Regions from separate parts of the Hordeum vulgare genome. Here region 1 is linked to region 2. A link is a contact called in public Hi-C data. All regions are on one chromosome and are shown on one strand. Each heading gives the region's core, a stretch centred on a gene start, on an enhancer-like site or on the middle of the called end of the contact. The rest is flanking DNA. Distances are from core to core; before and after follow the strand shown. Region 1 holds the start of LOC123430999 (probable serine/threonine protein phosphatase 2A regulatory subunit B''delta). Region 2 holds the start of LOC123430979.

Evidence for each region. Hi-C and Micro-C count contacts between places; a contact is called where the count stands out from the background.
Region 1: a contact with region 2 is called in a Hi-C map of leaf, with 8 times the contacts expected there. The contact joins the promoter of LOC123430999 here to the promoter of LOC123430979 in region 2. A contact is called at or near these places in 2 of 6 Hi-C or Micro-C datasets (leaf and seedling) and 1 of 1 datasets of contacts at active chromatin or transcription factors (embryo).

What each region holds. Positions count from the first base shown.
Region 1 is chr1H:275,732,247-275,738,392 of MorexV3_pseudomolecules_assembly, reverse strand. It overlaps LOC123430999 (probable serine/threonine protein phosphatase 2A regulatory subunit B''delta), which reads right to left and starts at 2,238. Exons shown (of 13, transcript XM_045114827.1): 1 at 1,732-2,238. The coding sequence starts at 1,884.
Region 2 is chr1H:274,964,642-274,970,409 of MorexV3_pseudomolecules_assembly, reverse strand. LOC123430979 reads right to left here and starts at 1,354. Exons shown (of 4, transcript XM_045114805.1): 1 at 1,116-1,354; 2 at 505-1,028. The coding sequence starts at 996.

The DNA.
Region 1 (6,146 bases), core at 989-3,488, 770 kb before region 2:
TGTAAGAAGCCAGCCCATATAGTAGATCTATATTGTCCAAATAATCACACGTTAAAAATCAAACATATCCCAATACATATATAGCACTACATAGTAGTAACGGCAGCCTGGGGAGCCAGGAATCCAGTCAAATAATCACACATGGAAAATCAAACATATCCAATACATGTATAGCACTGCATAGTTATCACGGCAGCTTAGGGAGCGAGGAACCCCATATCGGTGACACTAGACAGTACCTTAGCTTAACCTAATTAGCGCATTACAACATATATAACAAGGCGGAAATGGAGAATACATGTCCCACTAGCCACTTGGTCCAAAACATCATCTGAAGACAAAAGAATATCAAAGCATCCACTACCTACTCACATGCTCAATTGCCAACAGCAAAGCAGAGGGCGACGGAGCTAACAAGTGAGATGCACAACAAGCAGCAGAGAAAACCAGCAAGATGAAGGAGCTAAGAAAGCCCAATGAGAGCTGTGTATTCGCGAAGCGACAACACTGAGCGGGGAGGTGACGATGCACGGTAGTTTTGAACTACAAAAGGCTAACGATGAGGGGCGGTGGAGTCCCTGTGCCTCCTGGACTACTGCCAGTCAAGGCGAGCAGTTATGTCATCTGCTGACCTATTTGATAACATGTTGTTTCCCGCAAAAAAGGTAGCATGTCGTTGACTACTACGCTATGCCCAACCATAACACTCAAGACAACATTCAACATAACAAAGCAGAGAAAACAACGAAATGTTAGTAGCATCATTTGGGAGAACAACAATAAACACTGGAGTGGTAAAGCCTTGAGACCGTGTTAACACTACAGGTAACACCGCACACGATATTGTCAGCATGAGTTCTTTTTTCTAAGGTTTCATGTGTTTGACCAGCAAAGTAGGCATCCCATCAACAAGAGCTATATATTCTATGCTGCATTATATCTACTGCTCTGCACAGGTATGCATCAAATTAGCAGCCAAAAAGAGCTCAACAAAATATGCACCCCAAACAACAATTAAACCTTCTCACATGGAACCAGACAATTCAAGCCAGATCTCTAGCACAGTGCACCACTGCGAGAATGTCCTAAGAAGAGTGAACTATCATTTTAAGTGAGCATCGGCTCGAAGTATAACACAAATTGTTGTAGCATAAAACAAATATCTTGATAGCACTAGATTTCAGTACAGCATTCGAGTCCACGTCTCCTGAAATCCATCATTCTTCTAAACACATGCAACATTGATTATCATACCAACATTCCTTTATCTTTAATATAATGATAAAGCTGATGAATACGGTGAGGGCTCGTCTCAAAAACCAATAGTAAGCACATCAGTTCAAGAAGCCAAAATTAGTACAGATGGTACATATTCATTCACGGCAACTGAGGAGCAGAAAGTAAGCTCCCCGAAGAAGCAGGCCAAGTACATATTTGCGCAAAAATTACTACAATCACACTCTCCCACAGAACCTTAGCCTTTGATGTACCAGACCTCATCGCTTTCTATCCTCGGCTTAAGCTAGCACTCGTAATACGAACATGACAATCTAAACCCATGCAGATCACTGCAGCATAAGACGCCACCAAGGCAGAGCATTCTAACAAACATTTTTCAAGAGTTCCAACACGAGATCACAAAAGGCCACGCAAAATCAACGGACGAACCACGACAATATAGGAGCACCTCCAAAGGAGCAGGCGAAGGCAACAGGACGCGTGAGAGGTTACCAGCTTGGACGACTCAGGCAGCACGAGCCACTGGAAATAGAGTGCCTCGGCTATGCTTGAGTTCTCCCGGAGAGCGCCCGGCGCGAGCTCCGGCAGCTGCAGCAACTCCGGGTCAAGAGCCGACGCATCCCTCCTCGCCGCTTCCACCTCCATGCCGTCAACACCCTAGTGCCCTTCTCATGCACCAAGCAAGGCCCCGAACCCTAGATCTGTTCCCCGCGAGCGCGTCCAGAGGCTGGAGGACGCGGTGGCGCGGTGGCGCGGCGTGGGGTGAGTGACGAATCGGGACTCGGCGGGGTTGGCGGCAGGCGGCTTAGGAGGATCGGGGGTCGCCGGCGTCGAGATCTGAGGCGAGGGCCGGGGGCGGGTGGAGGCGAAACCCTAGGCCGGGACAAGCGAGCGGCAGCAGGTGGGAGGAGATGGGGGGGAGAGCGGAAGATGGTGGTGCTAGGCTGCTAGCTAATGGTGCGCGTCGATATAACAGCGGAGGGCAAAATGAAATCGTCTTTCCGATGGCACTTTCGCTCCGTGTGGCTAAATGGAGCTGATGTGGCTGAGAATGCAGCCAAACCCGTGCACTGGAAGCGGTTTTGTGTTCTTCAATTATTTTTATTTCTCTAATCTTTTTATTTCTCTAATGATAAAAATTGGAGATCTTCGATACTAGCAAATGAAAGCGATATGAATATTGCATTGTTATCTTGTTATATTATTGGTACTTGTTTGAAATATGTATGGTCGATGTCAAAACAGTCACTTCATAAGCAAATTTAAACATCTTTTAATTCGCTATCTTGCTAGAATTGAAGCGCTCTCATTTAATTAAGTGCATTGATTTTTAGGGTGGTGTCCGGTTTTGATCAGAATCTTGGCATTAGATATGTAGATCTGAAGAAATGAGGGGTTGGTTTTTTTGGTGGGACACCTCGAGAAGTGGAAGAGGGTTTTGGCCGCGGTTGTCAGTGTAGGAACAGTTGGTCTCTTTTGGTCAAACCTAAGTGGTGTGGCGGCTCTGAGGATACATGTCGATATGCGCGTGCAGGGAGGCTAATTATAGATTGGGGTGGGTTGTGGAGGGCACTCGGGTGGCTGGCACGGACGACATCGGTGGTGTGCTAGGTAGGCCTCGACGTCGTCCTCGCAATTGAAGTAGCTCGAGTTTTGCTAGCGTTGTTGTTGGAGGTTTTCATCTGTTGTTGTGAGAGAAGCTCCATTGTCTCTTGCATCTTCCTAAACTTCACTCCTTCATGTTGGCTTCCATGAGTATGCTCTAAAGTATTGGTACTCCTTACTCCGTGATGGAGTGTGTGTTTGTGCACATGATGTTGGGGTGAAATCAGTTGGTTCATCATGTTGTTGCTTGTGCGAGCTTCTTGTTGTGTTGGCCAACGACCCCGTCAGTCATACCTCTGCATGTGTCCGCCCTCACTCGCCCTCTATACCCCTCCCCCTCCGTGAGATATTGTCTCCTTCAAGCGGCCTAGCAAAGTATCCCTTCCTTCTTGTGCACATTTTTTTCTATGGGCATTGTCATCATAAGATCGCTTGCTACTCGGTAATTTAGCATTCTTTATTAATGGTTCTTTTCTACCATTTTTTGGTTTTCAGGGCATATTACACAAGCATATGCCAAGAACTATGGGTACTTCGATGGTCAATAATATTGTACTTATTATGGTAGCTTTTATAAGCTCACATAGTGGGGTTGCCTATAAGACCTGAGCTTTTAATATTGGGGATGCCCCGGAAGGCATTCCCTCTTTCATCTCCATTCTATTGTTATGTCACTTAGAGTTATATTTTTATTCATCACATGATATGTGTTTTGCTTGGAGCGTAATGTATTGTAGTCTTGTTTTCGTTTGGTTTGTCACAATAATTGTTTGACGGACACACGTATATGAGAGAGACACGTGTTCATTAGAATTTGTTAGAATAGTCTATATGCTTCGCTTATATCTTTTGAGCTAGTCAGTTGTTGTAGTGCTTCACTTGTATCTTTTAGAGCTCAACGGCGTGTAAATTTTATAGAAATAATGATACTCTCATGCTTCGCTTAAATATTTTGGAGATTCTAAGAAATAGTAATGGAAATATGCGCGAGTTATAAGACTAGTCCAAAAAAATAGGTATTCAAGCAGGATATAATAAAAAAATCATGTAGCTCACTAAAAGAGAACTGTGGGTTAATTATATTGATGTAGTAATATGAAAGTGCATGACTACATGGTTATTTGTTAGTAAAAATATCAGTATTAAAGAATATTATTAATTACTCATCTAAATATTGGTTATGGCACCATGATGATGTGTGAGCGTTCTTATGTCGGTTTGAAATCCTATGCGTTGTTCGGTTCGAAGGCGCGCAATGATTAACTCCTACCAACCTTCTCCCTAAGGGTATGTGATGACCCACAAGTATAGGGCATCAGTCGTAGTCTTTTCGATAAGAAAAATTGTCGAACCCAACGAGGAGCATAAGAAAATGATAAGCAATTTTCAGCAAGGTATTCTCTACAAGAGCTGTGAGTAACAATGGTAGATAGTTTTGTAACAAGATAATTGGTAACAAGTAATAAGTAACAATAGTAGCAAGTGTGCAACAAGGTGACCCAATACTTTTTGTAGCAAAAGACAAGCCTGAAAGGTCTCTTATATAAATTAAAGTGCTCTCAAGGACACATGGGAATTTCCGTCTAATCATGTTCATCATGTTGAGTTGATTCACGTTCATTGCTTTGATAATTTGATATGTGGGTGGACCGGTGCCTAGGTGTTGTTCTTACTTGAACAAACAACCTACTTATGATTACCCACTATATTGGAAATATGCCCTAGAGGCAATAATAAATTGGTTATTGTCATATTTCCATGTTCATGATAAATGTCTATTATCCATGCTAGAATTATATTGATCGGAAACTCAGATACATGTGTGGATACATAAACAACACCGTATCCCTAGTGAGCCTCTACTAGACTAGCTCATTGATCAAGGATGGTTAAGGTTTTCTAACCATAAACATGAGTTGTCATTTGATAACGGGGTCACGTCATTAGAAGAATGATGTGATGGACATGACCCAACCGTAAGCATAGCACATGACCGTATCAATTAGTTTTTTGCTACTTCTTTCTTCATGTCAAGTATCTGTTCCTAAGACCATGAGATCATGCAACTTCCTAACACTGGAAGAATGCCTTGTGTGTATCAAACGTCACTTCGTAACTTGGTGATCATAAAGGTACTCTACAGGTATCTCAAAGGGTGTCTATTGGGTTGGCATGGACCGAGACTGGGATTTGTCACTCCGTTTGACGGAGAGGTATCTCTGGACCCGCTCGGTAATACAACATCACAAGAAGCTTGCAAGCAATGTGACCAATGGGTTAGTCACGGGATCTTGTATTTTGGAACGAGTAAAGAGACTTGCTGGTAACGTGATTGAACTAGGTATGCAGATACTGACGATCGAATCTCGGGCAATTAACATACTGCCGCACAAAGGGAACTACATACGAGATTGACTGAATCCTTGACATCGTGGTTTGACCGATAAAGATCTTCATGGAATATGTAGGAACCAATATGGGCATCGAGGTCCCGTTATTGGTTATTAACCGGAAAGTTGTCTCTGTCATGTCTACATGATTCTCGAACCCATAGGATCCGCACATTAACGTTCAATGATGCTAGACTAGTATTGGGATATGTACATTGGTGACCGAATGTTGTTCAGAGTCCGAGATGAGATCTCTGACATCACGAGGATCTCCGCAATGGTCCGTAGGTAAATATTTATATATGGGAAGTCATGTTCAGGTTTTCGGAAAATGTTTGGGGTTTTTTGGTATTATACCGGGAAGGTTCTAGAATGTTCCAGAGTGGTGCCTGATACTTCTCCATCGTATCTACTTTTCTAAACTCTTTTGCCCTTGTTTTGGTCTCTAATTTGTATGGAACTAAGCCGGACTGACGTTGTTTTCACTAGAATTGCTATGGTGTTGTTTTTGCGCAGAAATAAAAGTTCTCGGAATGACCTGGAAATTTACGAGGATTTTTTGTGGAATATAAAAAAAATATTGACGCAAGAATCAACTGGAGGGACGGAGCCAGGAGCTCACAAGCCCACTAGGCCTGCCCCCCTGGCTGGGCCTCGCACGCTTGTGAGCCCCTCAGGGCTCCGCCGCCTCCAATTCCAGCTCTATATATTCTCCTTCGACCGGAAAAAAAATCAAGGGGAAGAGTTCATCGCGTTTTACGATACGGAGCCGCCGCCACCACCTGTTCTTCCTCTGGAGGGAAGATCTGGAGTCCGTTCTGGGCACCGGAGAGGGGGAATCGATGCTTTCGTCATCACCAACCATCCTTCATCGCCAATTCCATGATGCTCTTCACCGTTCGCGAGTAATCT
Region 2 (5,768 bases), core at 105-2,604:
TGTAGACTCTAATCCAGTAGAACCATTTTGGCCTGCTGAGCCAGTAACAGAGAAATTCTCACCTATATGTCCAATCAAAAAACGGCTTATTAAATTTTGCAGTGATTTGGTTCGATGTTTTCTCATCTTCATAGCATGCCTATCATGTTAGAAACCAAATTCATTGCATCTATAGCTGCCTTCACTTCAACTTTATCAACAAATGTCGTACAAAACAATTAGTACATATATTTTCTTGTTCGTTTGGTCATTACGTAACCTTCTACCGGCCCTTATTCTTTTGGACGAAGACGTCAGCATTTTGTAGCAGAATATTAGATACTTGACCTACTTGGATATGTATTCGTTTGGTCATTATGTAACTTTCTACTGGCCCTTAACTTCTGAACATGTTTCAGATAAAGGGCAATTAACTTGGCAGTAGAAATATAATCTTTGATCAATCACAGATTACGCTATAGCCTAGCAATAGCAAAAGAGAGAAACTGGGCCATTTTCTAGTACCTTGAGCCGGCGATTCACCGCTGGGTGGATATCAATCTGGCTGTCATCTGCGTCTTCACCACCGGTCTCCTTATCTTGCTCCCTCTTGACATACTTCTCGTGATCCGACAGGGCGACGTTGAAGTCGAAGGCCTCATTGCGCTCGCCAAAGCCGAGGCCGACGAAGGCATGCTTCCCCCTGCCGTCCTCGATGCGGAGCACGAAGTAGCGCGACGAGTCGAGCACGGTCTCGACGGCGCTGTCCCTCTGGCCGGGCAGCACGAAGCAGGCGGCGAAGAGGTCCCCGGAGCCCGGGTCCTCGAGCCGGATCTCGCAGCGGTCGCCGCACGACACCACGCGGAGGCGGCCCGTCCAGATCTTGTCCGTCTGCAGCCACTCGCCGCACTTGTATCCGCCGCTGGTGGTGCGCGGCGGGATCTTGAAGACTGACACCTCGCGCACCACCAGCAGCGTGTGCTCGAAGGACTCCTCCTCATCTGGCAACGACGCCATGGTCCCTCCTCGCCGCTCGCCGCTCTACTTCACTGCAGCAATCGAGTAGACAATGGCCACGGGATCAGATTAGGAGCGGGTGCTAGCATACGACCAAAGATCGGGATCATCTGTCTCACCTCGGCGGATAGTGGCGGATTCTGGGCTAGATCTGACCCAAAATGAAACCTCTTTGGTAGTTTATTGGGATTCGTTCAAAGTTGGGGTTTGGATTGGGTTCTTCTATGGGAAGAAAGGTAGAGAAGGAGAAGACGTGGTATCGAAGGGTGGAAGGTGCAAGGAGGAGGAGGAGCAGCAGCAGCAGCAGAAATCAGAATGTTACACTTAACGATTTGCGCCTCTGATCGGGATACTTTCTCTGTTACAGGGTCTCCTATGCAAACGTCCATTCGAGCATGCGTGCACGGTCAGATTTGACATCAAGTACCCTAAGAGTAGATCTGGCCAAACGGGCCGATTAAATGGGCCGGCCGACAGCCCGCTTGCCTGGTACAATACGGGCCCGGCCCGACACGGGCTAATCGTGCTCGGGCCCGGCATGAAGCACGCCTAGGGCCGTGTCTGGGCCTGGAGGCTGGGCACGCGGGCCGACACGGCACAGCCCGTTTATTTTTTTTATATATTTTTTTAGATTTTATAAAAAAATCAGGCCCAGCGTGCTAATCGTTCCTCGGGCCGGCCCGTTTACCCAGCCGTGTCGTGCTTGGGCCTGGCTACCAGGCACGCGGGCCGGCACGGCACGGCCCGTATATTAATCGGGCCCAGGCGGGCCGTGTCGTGCCGGACCGACCCGTTTGGCCAGGTATATCTAAGAGCATCTCTAGCAGATCCGTACAAGAGTGACCTGTAAAATACGTTTACCCAGGTCGTGTAGAGTAATTTTACGGGACCATTTCATGAGCTAAAGATTAGGCTTCGTATATGAAACTGTAAAATTTAAAGAAAAAGACGTTCGCCGGTGAAACTACATCATGGTTTTTCACTAAAATACACATTCTTCATGAGCAACCTACATCAGTTCTTCATACTACCTCCGTCTCAAAATAAGTGACTCAAAAATGACTCAACTTTGTACTAAAGTTAGTGTAAATTTGAGTCATTTTTGAGTCACTTATTTTGGGACGGAGGGAGTACTAGGTAGGGGGGACTGTGTGGCGTGCAGCGTACCCGCGTCTAGGCTACCAAAAATGACGGGTGCAGCGGTGACGACATGGCAGAGGAGCCGGAGGAGCTCAGTCCTCGTCGGAGTCGAGGTCGATCAAAATATAGGCAAAGTTGTCCCTATTTTTCGATGAGATGTTGTTATCGTTTTGGTGGAATAGACTTTGATGATCCGATTATGAACATGTGAGGACGTCGCATCTTAGCAATCGCTAAACCAACTCCGAGAGATTATTGACCACGCACGGAGCATGATCCACCTGACCACGAGGGTCTGTTTTCTGCACGCAAACGAAGAAGAAGCAAGAAACTAAAATTGCAATCTGGATATTGTGAATATAAGAGGAAAGCTTCATTGATGAAAGTGGGGTTCTGTGACTCCTTTATCTGGTGGAGGAACACAAACGAAGAACGCGAAGTTGGAGCTATGACGAACTTGTAATCTAAACAAAACCCAGGTCTAAACGGCGCCCTGAGAGCTGTATATATGGGGGAATAGAGGAGGAATTCCATGACCCCTTTGAGGAGGGGTCCGAAATCGTCCCTAACTCAGTTTCCCCACACATACAGACTCTAAAAATAGCCTATAACATGGTATTTCGAAATTACATGGGCCTGGCCCAAACATTAGGTGGCGCATCACCTATAATAGCCTATGGACTAAATTTATAAAGTGGCATCTTGAATATTTCGTCCAAGCCTTCATGCTCTCCTTATGGTGGCTTCAAAGTGCGAAAATCACCAGTGAAAGCTCCATTGTTCTTTCCCGCGCGTGCACCTTCTTCTCCATGCTTGATCCCGCTCCAACAGATATCCTTCTTGTCCATGCTAGGTCCTTCATTCATAAGTACAACAAAAGTACCTAACTTAGGCAACATCATATGTTCATGAACATTAGAAGGATTTCCAAGAAACGAAAGTAACTGGTAATTCAATTGGCGTGCGCAAGCTCTAGTAACTGGTCCAGTATGTATAGCAGTTGGGGTTGTGGGTGTAACAATGGCGTTGATGTCCTCATCATCCTCTCCTTCTTGAACTGGAGTCGTCCTCGACGGAAGCTCATCTTCCTCACCCAAATATGGCTTCAAATCTGCAATGTTAAAAGTGGGACTAACCCCAAAATCTGCAGGCAGCTCAAGTCTATATGCATTATCATTTATTTTCTCTAACACCTTGAAAGGACCATCAACACGTGGCATTAGCTTTGACTTGCGCAAATCAGGAAACATGTCCTTACGTAAATGCAGCCAAACAAGATCTCCCGATGCAAAGACAACATGTTTTCTACCCTTATCTCCAGCAAGTTTATATTTAGAATTCATACGCTCAATATTTTCCTTCTTGTTAGGGCATATTTATCAATATGTGGTTTTGGTAATTGATGACAATCCCTATGGACTAATGTTTGCCTTAAGTTATATTTGAAGGATTTGTCCATAGGCACTTCTCGAAGTCCATCTGTTGGTTTTAAGGAGTTTATATGATGAACAAGGTGGTATTCAAGGTTTTATCCAAAGAGTGGTCATAAAATCACAAGGTTGATTAAGACTAAGATAAAGAGTAAATCAAGTTGATCAGTACACAAAGCGTACAAGATGTACCGAAAGGGATCAAGTGATCCCGTGGTGTGTTTCCATGGGCTTGCGTCAAGAGGAAGATCTCATACAACCCATGGAGGATGACGTCAAGTAGTGATCGTCATCGAGATTGTGGTGTGCAAGTTCAAGTGGAGCATCATGAAGATATCTTGCTTGAAGCTTGTCGTCCACTGTGGTGGCAATGGACTTGTGAAGATGTGCTAAAGAGTGGCTCACCCATAGTGAGTATGGGGGAGCAATCAACTAGTGTTCATCAAACCAACACAATCAAGAAAGGTGGTCCATCTTGAGTAAGCCAAGATCATCATCATCTAGCTCAAGAGGACTACGTGCAAGGTATAGGTTTGCCCTTGATAGGTTTTTCTTTTTTTTTAGGATAGATTGTCGTACAGTCAAGGGGGGATCTCAAGTGATTAGCTCGATCATATCGTTCATTGGGAGCTCAAACCATTTGCATCCTTGCATAATATTTCTTGGTTCTTGTTTGGTGTTTCTCTCTATGAGTTTTAGAGCTTATGGTCATCTTCATGACAAGCTCGAGTTCATCGAAAACGGATTCCATATGCATCTTCTATGATGTTTTCGATGTTGGAAGTTTTTGTAGGCTCTTCATTCATACAGGTCTCACATCTCTATATCATTGGCATTTTCATAACTGCATGTTCTTAAGATTTCCAACAAGCTTCAGTTTGCTCAATTCGAAGATCATTGGTAGAAGTTATGACAGTTCTTGTTTTTCATGTTCTCTTCCAGACTAACCGGTTGTACCGCTGCCATGGACGGTTGTACCGCTCAACCCATGGGCCGTTGTACCGGCCCAGCACCGGTCCACAACCGGTCACGACTCTGTTTAGCTGTTGTAGTTGGGCGGTGGTGGCCCGGTTGCACCGCTATATTAAATATAGCCAGCACTACCGGTGTTCCAAGCGGTTGTATGACCTGGGACTTAGCCACGCCCATCGGCCAAGTCTCTGTTTTGGACCGATTGTTGGGCGGTGCCTGTCCGGTTGTTTCAGTAATTTCGGTATACCGGTTGTACCGCCCGAGTGTTAAAACGGTTGTAACGGTCAGATTCGTGGGGACCTATTTAAGGGGGTCTTCTTCCCAATGGTTCCCTATCCTTCCGGCTCGTGTTTTCCCCCCATTGTTGACCCTTTTAGAGCTTACTAACTCTCAATACCTCCAATTATTCTTGCTAGTTCTTGAGGAAAAGAGAGAGGAGATCTAGGCCCACATCTCCACTAATCACTTTATCCTCTATGTGAAGGGAATCCCTTGGATCTTGATCTTGGAGTTCTTTGTGAGCTCCTTATTCTTACTCTCATATTCCTCCATAGCTTTTGTTGTTGCGGAGGGATTTGAATGTGAGGGATTTGACCACTTCATGTGTTCTTGCCATTGCATTAGTTGCATTGGTTTGAATTCTCCACGGTGATATGTGGAAGTGGAAAAGTTGAGAAGCTTCTTACCCTTTGGTAATTGGTACCCTAGAGATTGTTCTTCGTGGATGCTTTGGCGTCCTAAAAGCTTGGTGGTGCCTCGGAGCTCAATCATTGTGGTGTAAAGCTTCAGGCAAGCGTCGGGGTCTCCAATTAAGTTGTGGATATTGCACCGAGCATTTGAGGTCACCTCGAAGCCATATGTGCCATTGTGGTGAAGCTTCGTGGTGTCGTTGGGAGCCTCCAATTAAGTTTTGAAGATTGCCCCAACCTTGTTTATACAGGCTCCTTGACCGCCCTCAAGGGTCCCTTAGTGGAATCATGACATATTGCATTGTGCGAGGGTGTGAGGAGATGATGGTGGCCATAGTGGCATCTGATAACCCACAAGTATAGGGGATCGCAACAGTTTTCGAGGGTAGAGTATTCAACCCAAATTTATTGATTCGATACAAGGGGAGCCAAAGAATACTCTCGAGTATTAGCAGTTGAGTTGTCAATTCAACCACACCTGAAAGACTTAGTATCTGCAGCAGAGTTTTAGTAGCAAAATAGTATGACAGTAGCGGTAGCA